Linked DNA regions of Mus musculus: region 1 is linked to region 2. The links are chromatin contacts, called in public HiCAR-type maps. All regions are on one chromosome and are shown on one strand. Each heading gives the region's core, a stretch centred on a gene start, on an enhancer-like site or on the middle of the called end of the contact. The rest is flanking DNA. Distances are from core to core; before and after follow the strand shown. Region 1 holds the start of Xpo1 (exportin 1). Region 2 holds the start of Peli1 (pellino 1).

The links. HiCAR-type assays count read pairs that join an accessible place to other places.
Region 1: a HiCAR-type map of astrocytes shows a contact between it and region 2, with 2.5 times the contacts expected there. The contact joins the promoter of Xpo1 here to the promoter of Peli1 in region 2. A contact is called at or near these places in 1 of 484 Hi-C or Micro-C datasets (CD4 T cells) and 1 of 115 datasets of contacts at active chromatin or transcription factors (astrocytes).

Annotation. Positions count from the first base shown.
Region 1 is chr11:23,253,193-23,258,431 of GRCm38.p6, reverse strand. It overlaps Xpo1 (exportin 1), which reads right to left and starts at 2,391. Exons shown (of 26, transcript NM_001035226.1): 1 at 2,272-2,391; 2 at 1,715-1,788.
Region 2 is chr11:21,088,871-21,094,246 of GRCm38.p6, reverse strand. It overlaps Peli1 (pellino 1), which reads right to left and starts at 2,923. Exons shown (of 7, transcript NM_023324.2): 1 at 2,569-2,923.

The DNA.
Region 1 (5,239 bases), core at 1,142-3,641, 2.2 Mb before region 2:
ACTCTGTCTGTCTTAAGAAGGGAAAAACAGAACACTAATATACAAGAAAAATAAATCCCACTAACAAATAACTATTCTTTCCAATAACTTCAAGTGTCATAACTTTTACAGATTAAAACAGATTTTTCGAGTTTATGGTTAAAAATTGCAACCAACTTGTCTCAGACACTATCTCAATTTATAGTTCTTTAAAAAAAAAAGTAATGATTAAATGTTTAGTCAAATGACCCTACACTTAAGTCCTAAGTTTCATTTTCAAGTTGGTCTTCTCTAAGAATTCAGATACTAGACTCATGTGGGGGAAGGGGTGCAATCTAAGAATACTTAAATACAGTTGTTGGCCTTTCTCGGAACTAGCGGTTATCTTCCAACTTCAACTATAGGTAATCCAGAAATGGCGGCTCTGTGGTCAATGCCAAGCACATTTAGCAGCCCCAACCAAACAGCTTCCAAATAGTCATTCCACCGTCAGCCGTGACACCCACATTCAAGATACAGAATCATGCAGTAAGTAGTGCAGCTATGGAGGGATTGTTCACTTTCTGATTGGTTCACCTGTCTCGTTGGTGTCCCCCAATCCCAAATTCCACTCACTGGATTGTGAACTGTAGGAACCCATCAAACAATGCTGTGACTCTACAAGTGATTGTCCATATACCTTCAATGGCACTGCAAGCAGCAAAACACTACCCACCAGTAGCCATCTAAAAAGGTAAGTTCACAATGAGTCAAAAAACAAGATGCTACAAAAGACTGCTACTCCGTGTGTGGGCAATCGCCTGCTTCATTCAGTAAGAAACACACGCCTCACTAGGAAGGGACCGCCCTCCCCTGGCTTCCCACCCGAACGACTCTCAGCACTTCTAACTATAGCTCACAGGAGCACGCACTCACCCCGCCCATACTCGGAGGAGGCATTTAGACCCGGCGCCTAAGTTCACCGCCCTATTCTCTATGCAGCATGTCCTCTGAGTGATCCGAGGTCCCGCCTCGGCGAGTATTCAGTGCATCCTCTACCACCACTTCCTCTCCTACACCGCAAACTCAAGAAACCAGAAGGAGGAGCAGGGAGGGCATCATTCACTGTCCACGGCCAGCAGTACACGGTTTCACCAAGACATATATGCCCCGGGCGAAAACAACCTACAACACGGAACCCCAACTGCAGGCCCCCGAAAAAAAGAAATTAACTCCTCTTTCCTACTTCTTGTTATACACACACTCACAAAACCAACAACAACAAAAATCACCCACAAGGCTTTCGAGTTTCTTCACATAAGAAGGGACTCGGTAGCCCCTCCCTCCCCCATCCCAAGCTCTCCACCGAGGGGGCCACGTGATGCAGGCGGACGTTTCAATGCTGCTGCACTAAATATTTCTGGAAACTTCCACTCCTAATAATTTACAGAGACGTTCCCGAAATCACCCCCGACTCTCCCCAGCCCTTTGGACTGGGGAAGCCCTTCCACCCACGCGCAGGGGCTCAGCCTCACTACCACGCTCCTCGCCTTCCTCCACCGCCACCCGCACACGAAGATGACCCAGCAAGCGCTCCCCTCCCGCGGCCGCCTCCCCACCTCCATCACCGAGCGACAGAAGCGCTTCCATTCAATCTCAGGCTCCGCCGAGGGCCCCGCGCCCGCCGCCCGCCTCGCCTCATGCCCGCCGCGCCGCCGCCGCCCGACCCTCGGCCCCGAGCACACGACCGACTTACCCAGAAATTCAACCAACTGCTTCTTCCTTCCTTGTCCGGGCTTGGGGCGAGGGAAGGTGGGGAGGAGGGAGAGGGGAGGAAATCAAGGTGGGTTTCACAGTTTTCCCACCTTAAACAAAAAAGAAATTAAAAAGCAGAGAAGGGCAAAAAAAAAAAAAAAAGCTCAGTATTTACTATTCTAGGGACAACTCCACCCAACACACACTCACGCACACACACGCGCGCACGCACACACACGCGCCCCACCAAAAAGGGGAATTAATCCGAGAAATAAATGCTCCCGCCCGGCTGGGGAGGGAAGGAAGGGGGAGGGGAGCGGGCCAGTCCGTGAGACAGAGCCCAGGACCCTCCAGCCACAGGCGGCGGCGGGAGCAGCAGCGCGAGTCCGTACGGCCGGGGCCGCTCTGCCGCCAGTTGCAGTCCGGCTCCCCCTACCACACAGGGCTCCCTCGCTCACGCCGCTCCGGCGCCGGGCCCCCCCACCCGAGCTAGCCTAAACTTTCCCCCCTTCGCGTGCTCCTCAGCGACTGGTGCCTCCCCCCTCCCCCTCGGGATGGTTGCACGACTGCTGCAGCAAAGGCTGGAACAGGCACGGCCGCCGGGGCTGTAGCTACTGTTGCTCTTGCTGATGCTGAAGCTCCCGCTGCTCCTGCCGCGGCCGCTGCAGCCGCTTCTCCCCCTCCTCCTAGTGCCTCAAACTCGGAACCGGTTGAAACCGGTTCAGACTGGGAGATTCCATCTCGGTTGAGTTTTCAGCCCATGGCGCCGCGGAGCGTTTGGAACCTGGGCCTCCGCCCCCAGGCCGCGCGCCCATTGGTCGGCCCCGGCCACAGCCGCGCCATCAGCCTACCTCTTATTGGTCGGAGCGCCCGTCAATCCCACCTCAAGGCTCCACACGAGCCTGCCGCTTAGGCCCCCGCCTCTTTCCAGCAGTGATTTGCCCGCAGAGTGGGGGAGGGGAGGCGGGGCGGGACGCAAAGGAGTGAGGGGGGGGTGGAGGAAGAGAAGGTGGGACGTCGAACAGAGCCCAGCAAAGAGGAGAGCGGAGAAGCCTCACAGAGGATTGGCTTGAGTGAGCTGTCAGTCAAGTGCAGCCCGCCTTCTACATCCCTTTCCCCTCGAGTGGCTCCCCCTCTCGGTCCCTCGCTTGTAAGCCCGGCCTTTCCGGCTCGCCCATTGGCTGGGCGCCTTTGGTGACGGAGAGGGTGGGGTTCGCCCGTGAGCAGAAGGCAGCGCGGGTTTGAGCGCCGCGCGCGTTGCTCGTCTTTCTGCTTTCCCCCCCTCCCCGTTCCCTGGCGGCCCGCCCCCTCGAGCTCCCGCCAACCTCAGGGGCCTCGTCCTGGGGCCCCAGCATCCGCCCTTAGGATGGGGTCTGTGCTCGGAAAAGGGAGGGCACACCCTGTTTCTACATGGAAATAGACGGCCGCGAAGGACCGAAAAGAACACATAGGTGCCGGATGGTAGGCCCTGGGCCTTGGATCCGTTGTAGAGGCCTGGGTTTGGGCACCGCATGGGAACGTGAATAGCACGGGCCGAGGTTGGCATAAACGGGCGTGCAGTTTGGGCGCCTGGAAACGGTTGTCTAGTTAGTTATTGGACGAGCCTCCTTAAAAATTTAACTCTCTACCGGGCAGAGGTGGCGCATGCCCTTAATCCCAGCACTTGGAAGGCAGAGACAGGGATTTCTGAGTTCGAGGCCAGCCTGGTCTACAGAGTGAGCTCGAGGACAGCCAGGGCTACACAGAGAAACCCTGTCTCGAAAAAAAACAACAACAAAAAATTAACTCTCCCCAGACTGCTTCAACAAGAAGTTATTTCTAAAAATTAGTCCTAACACATTGAAAATCCTGTTGCTAACTTAACAATGCGTATAGACAGATTTTGTGCCAACTTCTTTTAACTTGGTGCGTGCCCTTATTATGCCACGCCCCTAGGTTAACCCATGGCTCCCAAGTGCCAGGTCAGTTTTGCTGATTAGGGTTGCTTAAAACAACCAGCAGTTGGGTGGTGGTGACAGAGGCAGAGGCAGGCAGATCTCTTGAATTCAAACAAGCCTGGACTACAGAGCAAGCTCCAGGACAGCCAGAACTACAAAGAGAACCCTATCTGGGGGAAAAACAGCCAGCAGTCCACCAAAATCGACTGGTCTGTTGTGCCACAACATTTATTAAGTCAACACAGTTGACCTGGCATATTGCACAGGCCTGAACTCCCAGCACTTGGGAAGAAGTGACAGGAAGAATAGGAATGCAAGGCCATCCTCAGCTACAGAATAAATTCAGTGTCAGCTGGAGGCAGAAGATGCTATCCCTATACACAAAAACAAATATTCGGAACACAGATCTGACACTGCTTATACATTTTCATTACCTTCAACAGTTAAAAACAATCCTACCCCCAAGGATAGAGATATGGAAATGTAAATAAACTAAGTCGAATACCTGAATTCAATGGGTATGGAAGACCTTATGTGCAATGTTCTATTTAATTCTTTATAATCTCGTGAGGAATTTATTTTGTTTGTTTGTTTGGGTCAGGGGCTGCTTGGCACAGCTCCAGTGAGGAAATGAGAGCACCTTGTTGAGTTAATCCATCGGTTCCTTTTTCTTTTTTTGAGACAGTGACTTGGTGTATAGCCCTTGTTGGCTTAGAACTGGCAGAGACCATCCTGCCTCCGCCTCCCTAGTGCCACTGTATCCTGTGACTAAATAAATTGCAGGCTGACCTTAAATTCAAATTTTCCTCTGTTTGTCTCTAGTGCTGACTGGAATTACAGGTATATGGATGCCTTTCTGAAAAATAGCCTTTGTGGCTTGGCACAGTGGGACACACCCTTAGTAGAAAGACTGGGGAGGCAGAGGCAGGCAGATCTCTGTGAGTCAAAGGCCAGCCTGGTCTACATAGAGAGTTCCAAGCCAAACAGACCCTGTCTTAAAAACAAACAAACAAATCGTATTTTTCCAAGTGTGGTGGTTCATGCCTTTAGCTATGGCTTGCTGTGGTGGTTTGAATAGGTATGGCTCCAACATATTCATAGAATGCTTGTCCCATAGGAACAATTAGAAGGAATGGCCTTGTTGAAATGGGTATGCCCTTGTTGGAGGAACTGTGTCACTGTGGAAGCAGGCTTTGAGGTCTCCTAAGCTCAAGCTATGCCCAGTGTGGCACACAGTCTTTCTGATGCTTGCAGATCTCTCAGCTCCTCCCGAACCATGTATGCCAGCAAGCACTCTGCCATGCTTCTTGTCATGCTGATACTGGACTAAACTTTTGAAACTATAAGCCATCCCCAATTAAATGCTTGCTTTTATAAGAGTTGCCATGGTCGTGGTGTCTCTTCACAGCAATAAAATCCAAACTAAGACACTTGCCCAGAGCTTTCTGTTGTTTTTGAGACAAGGTCTCTCTATGTAGATCTGTATGTCATAGAACTGGCTGTGTAGACCAGGCTGGCCTTGTACTTACAGAGATGTGCCTGCCTTTGCCTCCTGAATGCTGGGATTTAAGGTACATGCAACCATAACT
Region 2 (5,376 bases), core at 1,674-4,173:
TAGGTGAGCTTTCCCTAGCAGAGGTGAGACTCTAACAATGACGTGTAAAAAGAAACTCTAGAGTGTAGTAAGAAACTCTAGAACAGCCCGAGTCATTTGAAAGAGTATCTTATATAGACTTTTCTATGACATATGAAGAAGGGCTCTGAGAAAGACGGCTACAAATCTATAAATTGAAAGACCGTGCTATGTGTAATTTATTGTCTGGGACTTCAACTAGAATTTTGTTCCTTATTTATAAATGTTTCCAGGAATATTTAATATTATACTTCCTAAAGTCTTTGTCAGTTGCCTTATCTATTACTTTTGAGCCTATCAATGGGTTTTTCAATCTGCTTTACATTTCTCTGTGAACAGAAAAACTGTTCACAAAGCAGAATTCTATAGCCCTTTACACCTATCTACTGGGCAACCACAGTGGAGCACATTCTAAATCAAGGGACTTAACTGACATTTTGACAAGTAAAACAGAAGCAGAAACTAAGGCAAATAGGAACCCTCTGAGGCTTCCCTCTGAAAACTGCCTCAATAGCTCTGTTTCCTGCCCTGTAATGTTCAGCCATTTGTTTTAAAGCATCCTAAAGAACTCAGGAAGGCAGCAAACCCAGACTTCACTAACTTCTGCCTCTGGACTCTTGGAATCGGACAGGACAAAAGCACTGTTGTTAGTGGGTTCCTTAAAAGTACAAATGGTCCTGGTAGAGCTGGCTGGTAAGTACTATCAGAAAAGGTCAATACAAGGTTACTTAAATGCTAATTTTAAGGAACACACAAATAACCGCCAAGTCTCCAACTAAGGTGGTTTCCAGTTTACACTAAAAACCTAGGTGGTTAAGATTCCTTAAATTTATCAGATGAAACACTATAACCATATAAGCAATCTTCTATACATTTAAGTGTTCCATTTTCAAATTGCTCAACAGATCTCTTAACAAACTTCAGAAAGGGGATAGGTTGGGGAACAGAAGAAAAAATATCTAAAGTCTCACTTTCGTTTTCTGACACACCTACTAGATTTAAAATCTGGGGGCATTACAAAATTAAATTAAGTGTGTAAATGAAAATAATGCTATTACAGTTCTAAATCTCATACAACTTAGGAAAAGAACTTGTAGAAATAACACTTGATTTAAAGTTTTCACACCTTCCATTTGATACCAAAAGTGTTTAAAAGATTAATTGCCCTCAGAGTATTTACTACAGATGTTAACTGTGAAAAAAAAAAAAAAAAGAAAGAAAGAAACCCAAAGAAATTATATGCTATATTTAGACAATAAGGAGAATGTTTCAAGTATGTGTATTTGAATACTCTGGGGAAATATGTTGTTACCTGTGAAAATGCATCATAAACCGAAACAAGAAATTGAGGAACTGCACCCTGTTCACAATTCAAAAACTTTAAATTCACACGACTAGGCAAACTCGGTTAATGTGGAGAAAAGACATTGTGCTATCTGACACAAAAGATCACCTGCTACGAAGACAAAGTAACACTCTACTACCCGAAAGTAAAGAGCCTTTGAATCAAAACAGACAACCTTTGATACACAAAAGCTTCAATTCTCGGTTTAATAAAGCGTCCTGTGGATGAGATGCTCAATATTTGTTGATGGAAGAGTGCTGGGGCTAAAACCAACGAGCATATTGTGAGTAGTGACTAAACATGTTAAATGTAGGTTAAGTAAAAACTATCCCCTCCCTCATCATTGTTGTCTGACTTTGTAAGAGATCTGCACATATAAACATAATATATGGCGAAGTGAGTTGATGACTTACAGTATCTTCACCACTCGGAACATTTTTCAGAAAGTCCTTTGAGGTTTTAAGATTCAAATACTATTTAAAAAGAATTATTGTTTCAACTACCTAACAATTACCTAGACTTCTTCCAGACTTCATTTAACCTGTAAGTAAAATGAGCATCTTTAACTTTTCCACAGGGCATTTGGAGAATGAGTTATTACTCATAAACGCTTTCGGAGCCTCAGACACCAGCGCGGTACATCAAGCGTATCCATCAATTTGAGGGCTTTCTGGACCTCAGTTTACCCACGTACGGAAACGGGCTTGGCAAGGGCCGGGAGGTGAAATTAATTAGTGTTTTTAAAATGCTCTGAGATTCCCAAGATGAAAGGAAACGTAGAGGCACGCAGAGATGATGACAATAATCATAACAATAAAAAGAATGACTAACTTGGAATTCTGTGTTACGTAAGGAAGCTGAGAAGTTATCAGATTCACACAAACAAAAGAAAAGCCCACCGCCCCTTTGTTCCCCTTCCACTTCGCCGGCCTGCAGCCTGGCCGCGGGAGCGAGAACCGGGCCGCCGAGCTGGGGCTCCCCTCCGCCGCGCACCCGCTCCAGCCGTGGGGGAGGGCGTTCCGGGCAGCTCCTCACAAAGGCGCTTCCTCCCTCCGCGCGGGATGCGGCGCCGCAAACTCTGCTCCCCGCCGCCTCCCCGCGGGCGGGCGGGCGCGCAGGCCGCCGCGCCGCCACCGGCAAAGGCTCGGAGGAAGTTCCGCGCCGCCGGCCCTCGCGCCCCCGTTCGCCGCCCGCGCCGCACTCACCGGACGACTGCTGGTGGCCGGAACGCCAGCTCGGCCCGCCGCACGGACACCCGGGGCGCGGGGGCGGCGCGAGCACCGGTTGAACGCAGGCACCAGCGGAGCCCGCCGCCTTCCCGCCAGCCGCCGAGCCCCGCGAGGCCGAGTGGAACGCAGAGCCGAGCGCGGACTAGAGAGGGAGGCTCGGGCCCGCTTTGTGGTGAGCTCCCCGGGCTGCAGGCAGATCCGGTGGCGCCGCACGGCCGCTGCTGCCGCTGCTGCTGTTGTCGCTGCCGCTGCTGCTGCTGTTGCTGGCGCTGGAGAAGGCGGCGGCGGCGCCCCCGACGGTCCCTCCGCCTCGAACCGCCTTTGGGTCACTGACACACACTGGGAAGGAGGGACCGGGACTAGCGGGAGGGCGGGGCATAAGGGTAAGGGGCAGGGCCACATCGCGAGGCGGTGCCGAGAGGGCTCTTGGGAACTGTAGTTCTCTTTACCGAGAGAGAAAAAAAAAAGTATCTGTTGTGGAGGAGCCTACTGCTGGCTCTGCGCTGTGCACGCGCAAGGGGGTTGGGGCGGGGACTGTTGCCATAGTCACCCATTCACTAAGCCTGAAGGTTCTGGACTGTAGTTGACTAAACAAGGCTGGTCTTGTGTCTTTGGTGCCATTGGGTTCCTGCCCACAGCCAGTCCCTCCTGCTTCACCCCACCCCCAACCACTTCCAAGTGCCCAGTGAAATCTAACTTCCTCTTGACATGGCAGTCTCCTTGGTTGTTTAGATTTCTTCTGCAAATCATAAATACCCCCTTCCTTTGCCTCCTTCAAGAGAATTACCCAAGGTACTAAAAATCTACTTGTTCTTAGTGTTTTAACAATTAGGTTATAAAACTGTAGGGAGCGTGACCATTAACAGAATTCTGTAATTTCTTTGTTCGGTTAGTTACATTTAATTCCAACCCAAGTTCAGCATTAACAGCATTGTTGGATCATTGTACTGCAATTTGTTCATCTGAAAATCTATAGTTCTTCAAACATCCAGATTCCATAAATATATATTCAAAAGATAAGTAGAGAGAGTTCAGAACTGTTCAATGTATGTATTAGCCGATTCAAGTTTCTCACTATCAAATTACAACATACGGCACCTTGAAACATGGTATGGGTATGTTGTGCTCAGCTAAGTCTTACACCCTTTCTAAATGACCAGGTATGCATGTATGGTGGTGTGAGAAAACACAGTACTGGCTCTCCAGAAGGTTTACAGGTAATTTGCCTCAGTTTCCCTTAATAGAGTACCTAGAACCTGGAAGAAAAAACATTAATGCCAAGGAATCAGACATCTATTTCAAGATGGGAAACTAAGGATTTTCAAATAGTCTTAGGATCAAAAACCCTGGATGCCCACAGACCACATAATTATTTGATCAATGAAGAAATAAGTAATTTAAGAAACAAGTACACGGGAGACAGAGAATGGCTCAGCAGGGCTCAGCAGTTAAGAGCACTGGTCACGCTTCCAAAGGACCTGGCTTCTTTTCCAGCACCAATGTGGACACTCACAGCCTCCTGTAACTTCAGGGAATCCAACACCATCTTCTGGCCTCATTGGCCCATAGACATATATGCAGGCAAGACACCTGTATTTAAAATATTTAATGTAGATATTTAAATAAAATACTAAAAAACAAGTAAAGGTATTTACTATGTGCCAGGCACTTTATTGGGCCTCAAAAATAGAGCTGTAAAGATATAAAAGAGACATACTTTGTATTCATTGTCCCCTCTCTCTGCCAAGGAAGAGACAGATAAATGGACTCAGTGTGATCTATGCTGTCATAGGAAAATTCAGACTACCTCAGACTCAGGCAGGGTCAGGAAGTGCTTCAAAGATCATTTGAATGTGGGCTGACTCACGGCTTCCACGTTTGTGTATTTTATTGGCAAAGGTGGAAGAGAGCAGTGAAGGAGCAGGGAGCTCGAGGACACAGAGGCTAATGGCACATTTGCTGGCGGTGGCAGAAGCACACTGGGGAGAGAGGCATGAGGAAACTTCAAGAAAATGAAGGAGACAGCTAAGCCCATGAAGGGTGGGGGTAATATGCTAAAGAATGTCATCTTTTTTTTATTTCTTCTGGAAGCAGTATTCAAACATGAGTTTTTGATAAGATATATTTGAGAAGCTTAATGGACCCTGATCAGGGTAAATGCGCATTCATATAAAAACTACCACAGGACTTATGAGATGGGTCAGTGGGGTTGAGTGCTCACTCTTAAGCCTAACAGCCTGAATGCCAAAAATTGTAAATATGTAAGATCCCCCTTCATCAAAAACATTTTAAAGATAATTTAAGGCAAAAACAACAATGTTGAGGTTTGATCTTGCTCTCTATTGTAATGCTAAATGTGGGCCCCCAAGACTTGGAGTCTGTACATAGACTTGTGACCCTACCCCCAAGTTATTTCTGATCAGTAAATAAAGATGCCAACAGCCAATAGCTGGGCAGAAGAGACATAAGTGGAGTTTAGGCTTCTCAGGCTTGGAGTCCTAGGAGACAGGGAGGAGAGGAGTGCAGGAGGAGGGAGGAGAAGCCACCATGGGTTAAGTGAGCCATAAAAGTGCAACCCTGGGGGCTGTCCAGTGGGAGTTAAGAGCATCCCAGATGAAACATAGTAAATATTAAGTAATAATTTGTATTTATCTATAAGAAAGTAGATTCTAATAGCATAGAAGGTAGATAGCTGCCCAGTTCTTGTGCTGTTTACGGCTTATTATAAATATAAATGTAGGGGTTGTTCTGATGCTCTGATCAGGAATCTTCATGGGAACCTGA